Linked DNA regions of Mus musculus: region 1 is linked to region 2. The links are chromatin contacts, called in public Hi-C maps. All regions are on one chromosome and are shown on one strand. Each heading gives the region's core, a stretch centred on a gene start, on an enhancer-like site or on the middle of the called end of the contact. The rest is flanking DNA. Distances are from core to core; before and after follow the strand shown. Region 1 holds the start of Adgrb3 (adhesion G protein-coupled receptor B3). Region 2 overlaps Adgrb3 (adhesion G protein-coupled receptor B3).

Region 1 (5,459 bases), core at 1,950-4,449, 100 kb before region 2:
AATACTCTACGTGTCACAGATAAATGCATTAATGTAACATTACAAACATGATCAAATGAAGTGTTTACTATGTGTGTGTGTGTGTATTCACTTGTGTATGCAGATTAGGAAACAGTGTATACACATATATAGACACATATATGCATGTATAACAGGCATATGTGGGAAATGTGGGATACATACAAGGATATACATAGACCCACATGAACTAGATAGTAAAAGTTGGTAATTGTAATCTGAAGACACAGAGCTCACGGTGTACACTGGTTTGCCTTTTGTTATTGAGTCAATGACAGCAAAGCTTTCCCACGGAACTCCATGCAGGCAGAAAACAATGTGATGCCTTCTTGGGTTGGCTTTGGACTGTGTCGTCAGGGCTTAGAGACCAGTTTCTCCTTATATAGTCCCTCTTGTTATTCTTGATTGTGACACCCCTCCGCCCCCAGGAAGTCAGATGAGCCCCGGGTTACTGTAGCCAAGTGTCTTGCTTGGCATATTTATCATCTACAAATCATCTGCTATAAATATACCTCAGCAGGATCATCATCAGGCCAGCTCAGTAGCCTGCAGTTTATGAAGGTTATGGGAAACAGTGTGAAGGGTGAAGCGCTTTATTAAGAGTGGCTTTCCTTTCTGACCCAGCCCTGCATCCTACTTGAATTAAAATGATTCTGAAAAAGAGTGTTCCTTTCCATTAAGGATTAAGCCTTTTAAAATTGTCCCCCTAGGCTGTTTTTCTTACTCCACGCTGCTGTGACTTTAGAGATTTCTAAGAAACATCAAGATCACACTGCTAAATGATAATGTGAGAAGACACTACTGTGTGAGAATTATAACTATCCTTACATTATTTTATCTGTATGTACAAGCCACACAAAGTATTTTCTTATTCTCCATTTTATGGCACATTTACTGCGACTCCCCCCCCCCCCCGGGTGAAATAACAGATTTACCCAAATGTCTTGCAAATATTATGACCACTTTCACCCCAAAAGTTGAAATAAATGAAATATTTTCCTCTTTTATACTGCAGAATAGTCTTTTTTAAATAAGAAAATATGCTCACTATATACACAGCGTTTGGGATTTTGCATTTGACATATGAGAGCATTTTCTTTTCACATTCCCCTAAATGAATAAAAGCATTGTAATGAACCAGAAATGACACAAAACCAAAATGCCACCCAGGCTGCTTTCCCTGGTGATTTGTTCCTGGGAACATTGTTGAAGCCTGCTGGAAAGTGATTAACTGTTTCCCTTACCGGTTGTTACTTCAATGCTTGTCCTAAAAGAGAAAAGCCTTGAAGAGGGTCATTCTATTAATATGCAGTAAGATGCAAGGAGCCAAAGAGCCAATTTTAATATTTCAAACAATTCTGGTACATAAAAGATCATCAGTACCTTCCTGTTTTCATGATAGCCTTCCTTTGAAAATCCTGTTCTTGGCTATGCAATTGCCCCAGGGGAGAGGAACAAGAAGAGGAACAAAAAATGCAAATGAGGGAGTAGAGCAAATGATGGAAAATTGCTTCATTCAACTTCACCTGCTGCTCAGGCAACTCACCCTTAGGAGGACTCTGCCCAAATGCATTACCCATTATGTCTCCTCCCACCACATAAGCACACTATTCAAACACTTGTTTTGCAAACCACCAACCGCGTACACAAGTAGAGACCAAACTAGCTGGCGAGTGACCTGCATGTGCATGTGAAGTCTATCTGATGCATCTTCAGACGTCTGTACAAGAGGCAAAATAAACAATAAGTAAATAAAACGGTGGAGTCGTGTAGAAATTTATCTTCCTTATCCCCCTTCTCAACGGACAACAAAGGTAGCTTTTCTTCATTTCTTCCCATCACTTACCCGAACTTCCTACGAGGGGAAACTTGACAAGGAATAAATGCATTAAGAAGCCAGAACGAATCAAAAGTTTAGAACCCGCACTATTGTCCCAACGCCATGCTGAGAGCAGCTCAGGACGCCTGACCTCGGTAGCCTGCTCAGTGGTCCTGGCAAAGCCTCTTTCGTGACAGAACAAATAAGCTGTTAATTGCAGTCTGGCTGTGATTTTAAAAACAAAAAACAAAACAAAACAAAACAAAAAAACTGAACAACTATAGTTCCAGCCTCCAGCCTGAGGCAAAGAGCAGTGGGAGCTGAGTTGTGGCCCCTCAGCTGCAGACTGGATCAAGGCTAAATCCCGGTGCTGAAATGACAGCTCTCCCGCTGCGGCAGGTCCGCTCTGAATGGCAGCAGACAGATGATCGAGTCCAGCGTTTACTTCCTACCCCTCCATGTCGCCTTCCCGTCTCCGCGCCCCCCTGCCTCTCCTCCTGGGGACTTTCTCCTACACTTGGTGGCGACCAGCCTCAGCGGTGGGAACTGAGGATGCGAAAACCTCCCAGGCGCAGAAAAGATCGGTTTTCCAGACGTGTTTGGGTTTGAGTAGCAGGGCGCGGGCTCGGCTAGAGCCCCGAGGAGCCCGCGCCCGCCCGCCCGCCCGCCCGCCTCGCTCCCGCGCCCGTCCTCCCTCCCGCCCGCTCGCCCGCTCGCCCGCTCGCCCGCCCGCCAGCTCGCCCGCCGCGGGGGAGGCCGGACTCTGGTCCGGGCGCAGCGCTCCGCCGGGGACGCGCGCACCCACGAGCACGCGCGCGGGAGGGTTGCCCAGCGGCGGGTGCGCGCCGAGGAACGCGCGGGCCCCCTTCGCGCGCAGCCCGGGGAGAGCGAGCGCCGCGCGCCGGCGCGCACGCCCGCCACACAGCTTTACTATCTCGTGCCCTCGCGCGCCTCCCTCCTCGCCCGGCATTCAAACAGCTTCCCGACGTCGCCAGCCCAGGATTTTACCCCCAGCTCCTCAGCCGCGCTCCGTCCATCAGTACCTGGCAGGGAGGAGGGCCGGGGAGGAGGGCGCACCAAGCAAGCAAACGGCTCCTGCTCCAGCCTCGCCACCGGCCGGGAGCACTCCTGCCACCAGCCCACCGCCCAACACGCCGCCCCAGCCAGCGCCGCCGGCCACTTCTCAGCGCTTTTTTGGCTTCTTGGCCAATCCGTTTGTTGCGGGGGGGTGGGTTTGGGAAAACACATCTGCGCTCTTTATCCACTTCCATTTTTCTGTTTGGTGTTTCTGTGGAGTCTCCCTTCAGGGGGCCTCTCCCCGCCTCTCCTTTGAAGGCTTCATTCACTTGGATAAGGCGCAAGGCTCTGGCCGCTGGATACCACCGCCCCCCCCCCTATTATTTTTTTTTCCTTTTTTTCCCTCTGCCTTTCGTTTGCATGCATTATTTTTTTTCCAATCATAAATCTTAATATTTGAAGCTGAACCGGGGGGAAAAATGGGCAACGGTGATTGGGACCGAAGGGGAGTCTCTCCATCACTGTTGTTGGGACGTGTGCCTGTTCTGGTGTCTTAGATCAAGAGCCTCCCGGAGCTTTCGGAGTGGAAGGTAAGGAAAGGGGCCTAAGGGTCACCTCTGTCTTCTGGGGGGTCGCCCGGAGAGACTTGGGCTCAGTTTGGGGGGATGGAAGTCAAGGCTGTTGCTGGCGGATGGCAAGATTCTGAGCTTACTAAAACGCCGCAGTTGAAAAGTTAAGAGAAGTCTGTTTTTGAAGAGGTGTGCTGGATGGGAAGGAATAGGGAGAGAGACCCAGAAAATCTAGCAACTCGTGCGTGATTGAGGTAATTTTAGCGGGGGCGGAGGGGGGTAGGTTAAAAGGAAGTTAGGATAGAGTAGGATTGGGTCTTCTGTTGGGGGAAAAAATCAGTGGAGTGATGGCGCCGTCTATGTTCGGCTAAACTAAAGTGTCACCCAGAAGATCAGTTTGAGAATAGCTAAACTCAGTGCTGGTTTGCCTCTCAGAAAGAGCCAAATAAATAAATAAATAAATACAACATTCTGGAGCCCTCAGTGACCATCCCTTAGGCAACCTCTGGCCCTTATTTTTCCTTAGACAGATATACGGTTGTTTGAACAGGGCCTGCAGTGGGGGTGGGGGCAGTTCAATGATTCATATTTCTTATTATATAGAAACAAACAAGACTTCGTACCCCAAGAATGGTTAAAAATAAAGAGCGTTACATGAAGGGTGGAAGAGAGATGTGAAATCAGCTCTTCCCTTCTCTTCTAATCACTGATAAGCACACTATTGCAGACATCCACTGCCAAATAAATGGAAGCAGAAATACCGATTTTTTTTTTAATAAGGAAAAGAAATACGACCTCCTTTTGAGTTCCTGATTATAAAATGAAGCCCCCTTTCATGGTTGGAATTCCTAATTTAGACACTTACTGTCACATCGGCTTTCAACGCCTACACTCTATCCTGAAGAACACTGCGCAGACCTGCATTGCCTGCAAAGTGCTACAGCGTGCACACACACACACACACACACACACACACACACGAGACTGTTCCCATTTTTTTTAAACACACGTAACCTCTAAAATATCATTACCTTTATTTATTTATTTATTTACTTATTTTCAACTGGAAAAGGCATTACTCAGTGAGCTGTGTGTTTGGAAGAGAAAACGCTATTCTGATAGTCCTATCAGCTCTGGGTTTATTTTAAACTGCTGTTGTGTAGAGATTTACAGTTGGGGCTGTTTTGGCCTCTGTCAAGACATAGTGTTTGAATCATACTCTGTGAAATGCAGATCTGTTCAGGGACTTTGGTCACTGGATTGGGAGTGCATGTGTTGCTGTGTTATGCAATGGCAAAGAAGAAGGTTGTATGCTTTAGTTCAAAGACCAGACAGAGAAGGCATGAAAACTCTTAACAGTCTCTATGTCTGTCTGTCTGTCTGTCTCTGTGTATAGAATGGTGGAGGAGACTTCAGTTTAAAGCCTTTTAAAATGAACTTGATATCACTTTTATCAGCTTAAGGGCTGAACAGCAACAACAAAAACAAAAAGCATTGTCATTCATTCTGAGGAATAACTTTCTAAAGGTTAAAGATGAAAAAAATTAAGTTATATTGGGATTAATAAGTTATAGAGGTAAATATAATCAAGGATGCTTTGGTTGTGCAAAGCTGGGGCAAAAATCAATGTAAGAAGAACAACCTGGAACACTTGTTAGAAAGGCAGGAATTCGGCCACTGAAGTCGGCCAGGGAGCAAACACAATGCTAGGATTTTTCATGCACTATGTGTAAATCCCAATTTATAAGCTATGACTCTTACTAAAACCACCATAATTTGGAGAAACATAGCCTAGGCAAGCTCAGTGGCTGCAGTTCTGGGGTCCCCCACCCCCAACACTGCCTTTGGATACAGATACTAATACAGCGATCCACTTTATGCATCCCAGGAGGGCACGGCCTATGAAATGACTGCCTGGAATCTCACACTTAGTGGTGATGCCGAGCATCAGGTCTTTCCGGTCCATCTACCCATCTATGCCCTCTCCCAGATGATTCCTTCAAAATCTGACGCGTCCCCACGAATTCCCAAGTGGT
Region 2 (5,794 bases), core at 2,121-4,620:
TAAGCTTTTTTTCAAGAAGTCAGAGGTCAGTATTTGAAGCCGCTTGAAAGAACTGGGCTCCAGTTACAAAGCACAGAATTGAGTGAGGGAGGCTAAGTGATAACTAAGGACATCACACTGAGCCAAGCCATGCTGTAAAAATGACCTACACTAGCACTAAGGTTCACAGGGATTTTGAAATGTGTAAAAAAAAAAAAATGGTGTCACTCACGGTGTTATTCCAAATTTAAAATCCTTCGGTTCTCATTACAAGTAATCAAAAAGAGGAAATCTTGTTTCTTCATCTTCTTCTTGTTCTAAACTAATTGCTCTTGTCATTTAATATCCAATCTGTTAGTATCCTTACCTAGCACTTGCTAACTTAATACACCTACTAGACGTCCACTCTCCTACCACACAGCTCTTGCTTTTCTCTCAGAGTAATGGATTCACCTCTCTTCCAAACTCCTTTTATCTAAGTAGACGCACTGGTTATAGACTCATAACTATACTTGGACCCCTCATCACACATATGTGAACATGCTTAGTCATGTTCTCCTTGTAGCTTGCTACCTCCAAGAAGCAACGGGAACTTATTCACCAGTGTCTGTGGCATGGTAAATATATAAATAAGACAAAATTAAAATATTACTCAAGTAAAGGGGCAAGTAAGTCAAGTTCTAAAATAAAGTTCGAATAAAATATAAAATACAGATAAATTAATCTAAGTTACCTTGACATAAAAGTATGTCAAAAATATTTCTAAAAGACTGATTATCATCTCAAACTGGTAATGTATTGAACTTTCTATGATTAAGAATAAAGTGAAACTTGGTGGAATCTAAAGGAGTCAAAATTGATTACAATACAGATGAAAATAGGAAATATTTTATTAAAATTAGAAATACATGCTAAATTATTGAGAAATATTTGTGAATTATCAAGATGTTATCATTTTCCTATAGTAATTTAATTTATAAGTGTAAATTTGTCTAATTAAGCATATATTTGGAAAAATTTAATATGTTTCCTGTTTATGTTACAGAGAACTATAAGGAAAAGTTTCTTATGTGCATCACATAAAGGTTGTCCTATTACCATGACTACCATGAACACATTATAAAAGTTTTATTGTCATTATATGGAATATAGTTATTTTTAAAGAGGAACATATTAATAAAATCCATTTTAGGAACAAATTCCTGATTTTCTTTTCTAAAATAGGTGGATATTTAGTTTTAGTGAACTATTTATCATTACAAAGATTTTACTGTGCAAATAATAATAATAATTCAGCAGCCTGAATTATCTTAAAATATTTCATTACCTCCTTTATTTTTATTGATATTTGCATTATGTGCAATGAACTATTTGAGTTCAAAAATCTCATCCAAGTTTTACAATGAAATGGGCTTGTTTACTTAATAGTTTATACCCCTGTGGAATCAGTTATGTCCTCTTAAAGTTAATTAAAATGTCATATATTCATACTGTATTTTCTTCACTTGCCCAAATGTTTGTTGTTTAGAGCTGACCAGTGGTATTGCATCATTAGGGGGCTCCCCACCCCGGGGAGGAATAATTCTCCTTCTTTCAATAGTTTGTAGTTGTCTATACCTTTTCATTTAAGGATGGTGATAATTGTGATTTCCCACCATTCAACTTGTCATGTCAGCTGGTGTCATTGCTCAGGTCTACTTTAAGCTACCATGTTGTTGAGACTTCATGGGTCCACCTTCCTCTCATTTCTATAAGATTGTCTTTTAGCAGATATCCTTGGGCTCTTACAATATCTCCTGTCTCTCTTCAGTGATGTTCCTTCTGTGTTGTGATGGCATTGTGGCTGTGTCTGTTGTAGCTGAGCACCCAACAGTCAGTTGTTCTCTGCAGCTTGGCCAGTTGTAGCTTTCTGCAATTGTGTTTGTTTGTTTAGAAAAGAAGTGTCTTCGATAAGTAGTGAGAGCTACTTTTATCTATGGGAATACAGATGAGTATTCAGAACAAAATGATTATCCTTTTCATTAGAATAAAAAAGAAATTAGAAAATTATCATTCAAAATTTATAATGTAAATAATAGTGAGTAGCCCCACACAAACCACCATATAGTAAACTGGCGAGCTTTGATTCAGATTCTCTGAACGTGATGATGCCAATTCAAATGGATATTTTGGTCATAGTTTTATTTATTACTGATTTAACTTAATTAAATATAGATACTAATTGGGTTTCTAAATAGTGGGATGACTGAAAGTGAACACTGAGAAAAGCCATCAGGGTACATAGGTAATAGAGAAGAATGGGAGTCCTTGAGAAGTCTCCCAAGTTGAATGAGATGCTGTCTAGAACACCTGTGTAATTAGTGATGACCAAAGGAAAAAAAGATGTAATTTTGCGAGAATATCAAGCTGGGTGTTGAATAGTAATTCTAGCCCATTAATGTGCTACCTTTGAATTTACCTACAGTGCTAAAATGAGAAAGATAATTAAAAAATATTACTGTTACATGTTTTCAATGACTAAATATTTTATGCACCTAGGAATATTAGTCCCCATTGATAAGTTACTTACTAGGTTGAGTCAATGCTTAGGAATTTTAATAGTTGTCCTTCAATCAAGAACCAGTGCTCATCTTTTAGAAGAATAAGGATACATAATCTGTTACTTACTAAGAAATGATGCTCATATTGGCTTAATAATTGCAATTATATTATTTCTAATGACATAATTGCTTTGCTTTGCTTTATTTCTTTTTTTTCTTTTTTTGATTTTTCGAGATAGGGTTTCTCTGTGTACCCCAAGCTATCCTGTAATTCAATTTGTGGACCAGGCTGGCTTCAGAAATCTGCCTGCCTCTGCCTCTCAAGTGCTGTGATTAAAGGTGTGTGCCACCACTACTCGGCTATTTTCTTTCTTTCTTTTTTTTTTTTTTTTGGACATAATTTATTTTCATGCTTAGGTCATCTGAACATTTTTTGAACGACATTTGCATTGTTCATATTAATCTCACTTCAATAACAGCCAATCATTTAATGGTTGTCTTTGAGCCTCCTGGTTCGAAAAGCTGAAATTAGTCCTTCAATGCTCCCAAAATGTGTATTCTCTCTACTTTTTCTCTATCTAACATGGATGCTGTCCTCTGTCCTTCACATATGTGACACTCACATCTGCATTTTATAACAAATGATCACCCATCCAAGCTCACGCTCATGAGCAAAGAAATCTGATACATGCATGGCAGATATGTACAACCTAGGAATGTGGTGGTTTCCCTCATGCCATGTATAGGATAGGGAGATTGCAGAATGAGCAAGCATTAGCAATTCTACTGTTGGCCCAGAAAAAGAAAGGCAGACCTGTGGATGCTCGCTCATAAACATAATGCCTCCTGATGAACTTGCCAAGAATTCCTGTGGGGTAGCTTGGAGAGCAGATGTCTGAATGATCTGCGTGAGTAAGAATTGTGGGTAAATAAAGACAAGACGAACTAGGCGAAATGAATGTAGATCCTTCAAGAACCTCTGTTGGAAAACAAGACAAATGAATTGGATATTGACAAGATATACATGGCCAAGTGAAATGATTTTTGAGATAGGCTCAAATAGCCCTGGCTGAACTCAGATTCATAGTGTAGCCAATAATGGTCTTGGAGTCCTGTTTCTCTGTTGCTATCTGTAATGCTTGAGTTCCAGATTTGGGCCGTGATGCCTGCATTGTTTTGTTTTCGAGAAAGATTATCATCATTATATGCTACATAATTATTTGCAGAGAGGTAAAATGATGGTCTATATTATCTGTTTTATTATTTAAAATGATTTTGTAACTTCAAATGTATTTTGATTATATTCTTCCCCTTCTCCACATCCTTCCAGATCCTGAGAAAGAAGCTTGCTTTAGCGTAGAGGAAGGTAGCTCAGGCACAACTTGGGTAATTTCTTTAGAGAGGTTAGAAGGATAATAGGGTAATCAAACCCAGTGACTCAGAAGGTAGTAGTGAGTATAGAGAGCGAAATTCGTCTACTTCATTTCATTTTGAGATATCATGAAGCTGAGTGTGAGTACATGAATCTTTTGCTATGTATACAGAGGGCAGAGGATAAATAACTAATGAGAAAATTAACATCTTTCTGAGTTATTGCTGTTTTTTTTTTAAATCAGTGACTCTAATTGTAAACAAAAGATGTTTGCATATCCAAATTGTAAATTAATTATCCATAGCCTTCCAACTATCCGTGTGTTCATTGTCGAGTGTAAGCTAGCACTAGTCATTCACTTTTATTATCTCACCTATTTAGGTTTCATTAACGTTCTATGATTTTGTTTAACTACTGGTAGAGAAAGGTTGAAGCTGTTAAGGGCAATGTTCAATTAGCATTTTCCAAAACCAAATTCAGCAACAGAAGGTACCACTGTACTGAGTGTCACCAATTATTCAGAATTTGGGAATCTGTAAGAACCACCTGACCATTAAACCCATCTAGCCGCCCCTGTGTTCTATGCTTTCAACATTAAAACCAAACCATTCAACCCAAAACTCAAAGTATATTTTTGAGAGAGAAAGTGCACTATAGTAATTAAATACCATATGATATGTACAATGAAGACTTTCGAAGAGCTATAGATTTATTATTCCAGAGGAATAAATACAATTTAAGTATCCAGTAATAAAGGAAACTGTTATTTTCCATGTGCTTATTTCATTTTATTTGTATGGATATTTTGCCTGCGTGTATGTCTGTATGACAAGGGTGCCCATGAAAGCATGGAGAGGCTGTGAGATCCTCTGGAAGTAGAGTTATAGACTGTTATTAGCACAATAGAGATGCTAAGAATATGTACATGCACATAATTAGAATAAATTTGAAAAATCCAGGGAATACATATACATGTTCATATATATATATATACATATATATACACATATATATGTATATATATACATATACATATATATATGTATATGCATGGAACAATCTACTCCACTGCCCCCAAACTAATAAAAATCATAACAGTACATTTTCTACAATACGAATGATAATAATGTTTTTTACTGACTTTCTATTGCTATGTAACTGACTTTTAGAGAAATTTAGAAGATAAATTGCTTGTCATATTTCTCCCAGTATTATCGCAAATCATAGCTAATGAGAAGCTTCTTGGAAATAGTTTTAAATTCAGCATATATTGTAGATTCAACAGGCACTAATTAAACAGACGCTCTATATGCTTTATCTCCGCACAAAGGATTCAGGATGGAGATTTCCAAGTCGTCCAATGACAAGTGATATACATTTTAAAGCATACCTGACACTTTTCCTCCTTCCTCTGGGACTTGGCTCTGGCAGGTTGGAGGGGGAAAATAACAACACCAATTACATCAGTCATTGTGAGGAATAAAGTTCATTCCGTGTAAATTGAGTTGGTACTCTTGAAAGTGCACTGACTTAGAACTGCAGGACTAGAGACTGAGTTCTTGATTGTGTGGCTCACACCTCTTCAAACTCAGGGAGTCACTGTGCTATAAAAGGGAAAGATGAAAACGAATGCCTAGCACATTGGTTTCCCAGAAGACCTAAGTTAAGATGAAGGAGGAATGTCCATTTGAATGCATTGATTAGCACTCAACAAGCAACCACTTCAATTATTAAATTATCATAAGACAATATTTGAAGTTATAGGATATAATATAGAACAAACTAATGTGAGCCTCTTCATTTCTGCTATTTCCTCAATAAGAAAAAAACCTAAATTATGAAAACTAAAATGTTTTATATTACATTACTAAATTGTGTGTGAGTTTTAAATTCACATTCATGA

The links. Hi-C and Micro-C count contacts between places; a contact is called where the count stands out from the background.
Region 1: a contact with region 2 is called in a Hi-C map of cerebellar granule neurons, with 2.1 times the contacts expected there. The contact joins the promoter of Adgrb3 here to the enhancer-like site in region 2. A contact is called at or near these places in 2 of 484 Hi-C or Micro-C datasets (cerebellar granule neurons and cerebellum), 1 of 115 datasets of contacts at active chromatin or transcription factors (embryonic stem cells) and 3 of 9 other capture datasets (adipose tissue, liver and pancreatic islet).

What each region holds. Positions count from the first base shown.
Region 1 is chr1:25,827,447-25,832,905 of GRCm38.p6, reverse strand. Adgrb3 (adhesion G protein-coupled receptor B3) reads left to right here and starts at 3,199. Exons shown (of 31, transcript NM_175642.4): 1 at 3,199-3,444. It overlaps Gm9884 (predicted gene 9884), which reads right to left and starts at 2,476. Exons shown (of 2, transcript NR_169046.1): 1 at 1,865-2,476; 2 at 1,336-1,738.
Region 2 is chr1:25,727,612-25,733,405 of GRCm38.p6, reverse strand. The region is part of intron 2 of Adgrb3 (adhesion G protein-coupled receptor B3); the gene reads left to right. Among named protein-coding and RNA genes, the nearest start is that of Adgrb3, 99 kb to the left of the region's middle. Within about 2 kb of position 3,370, at least 1 of the 459 cell types and tissues checked has an H3K27ac peak or open chromatin away from gene starts, as enhancers often do. A contact at or near this core is called in cerebellar granule neurons, where this site is marked.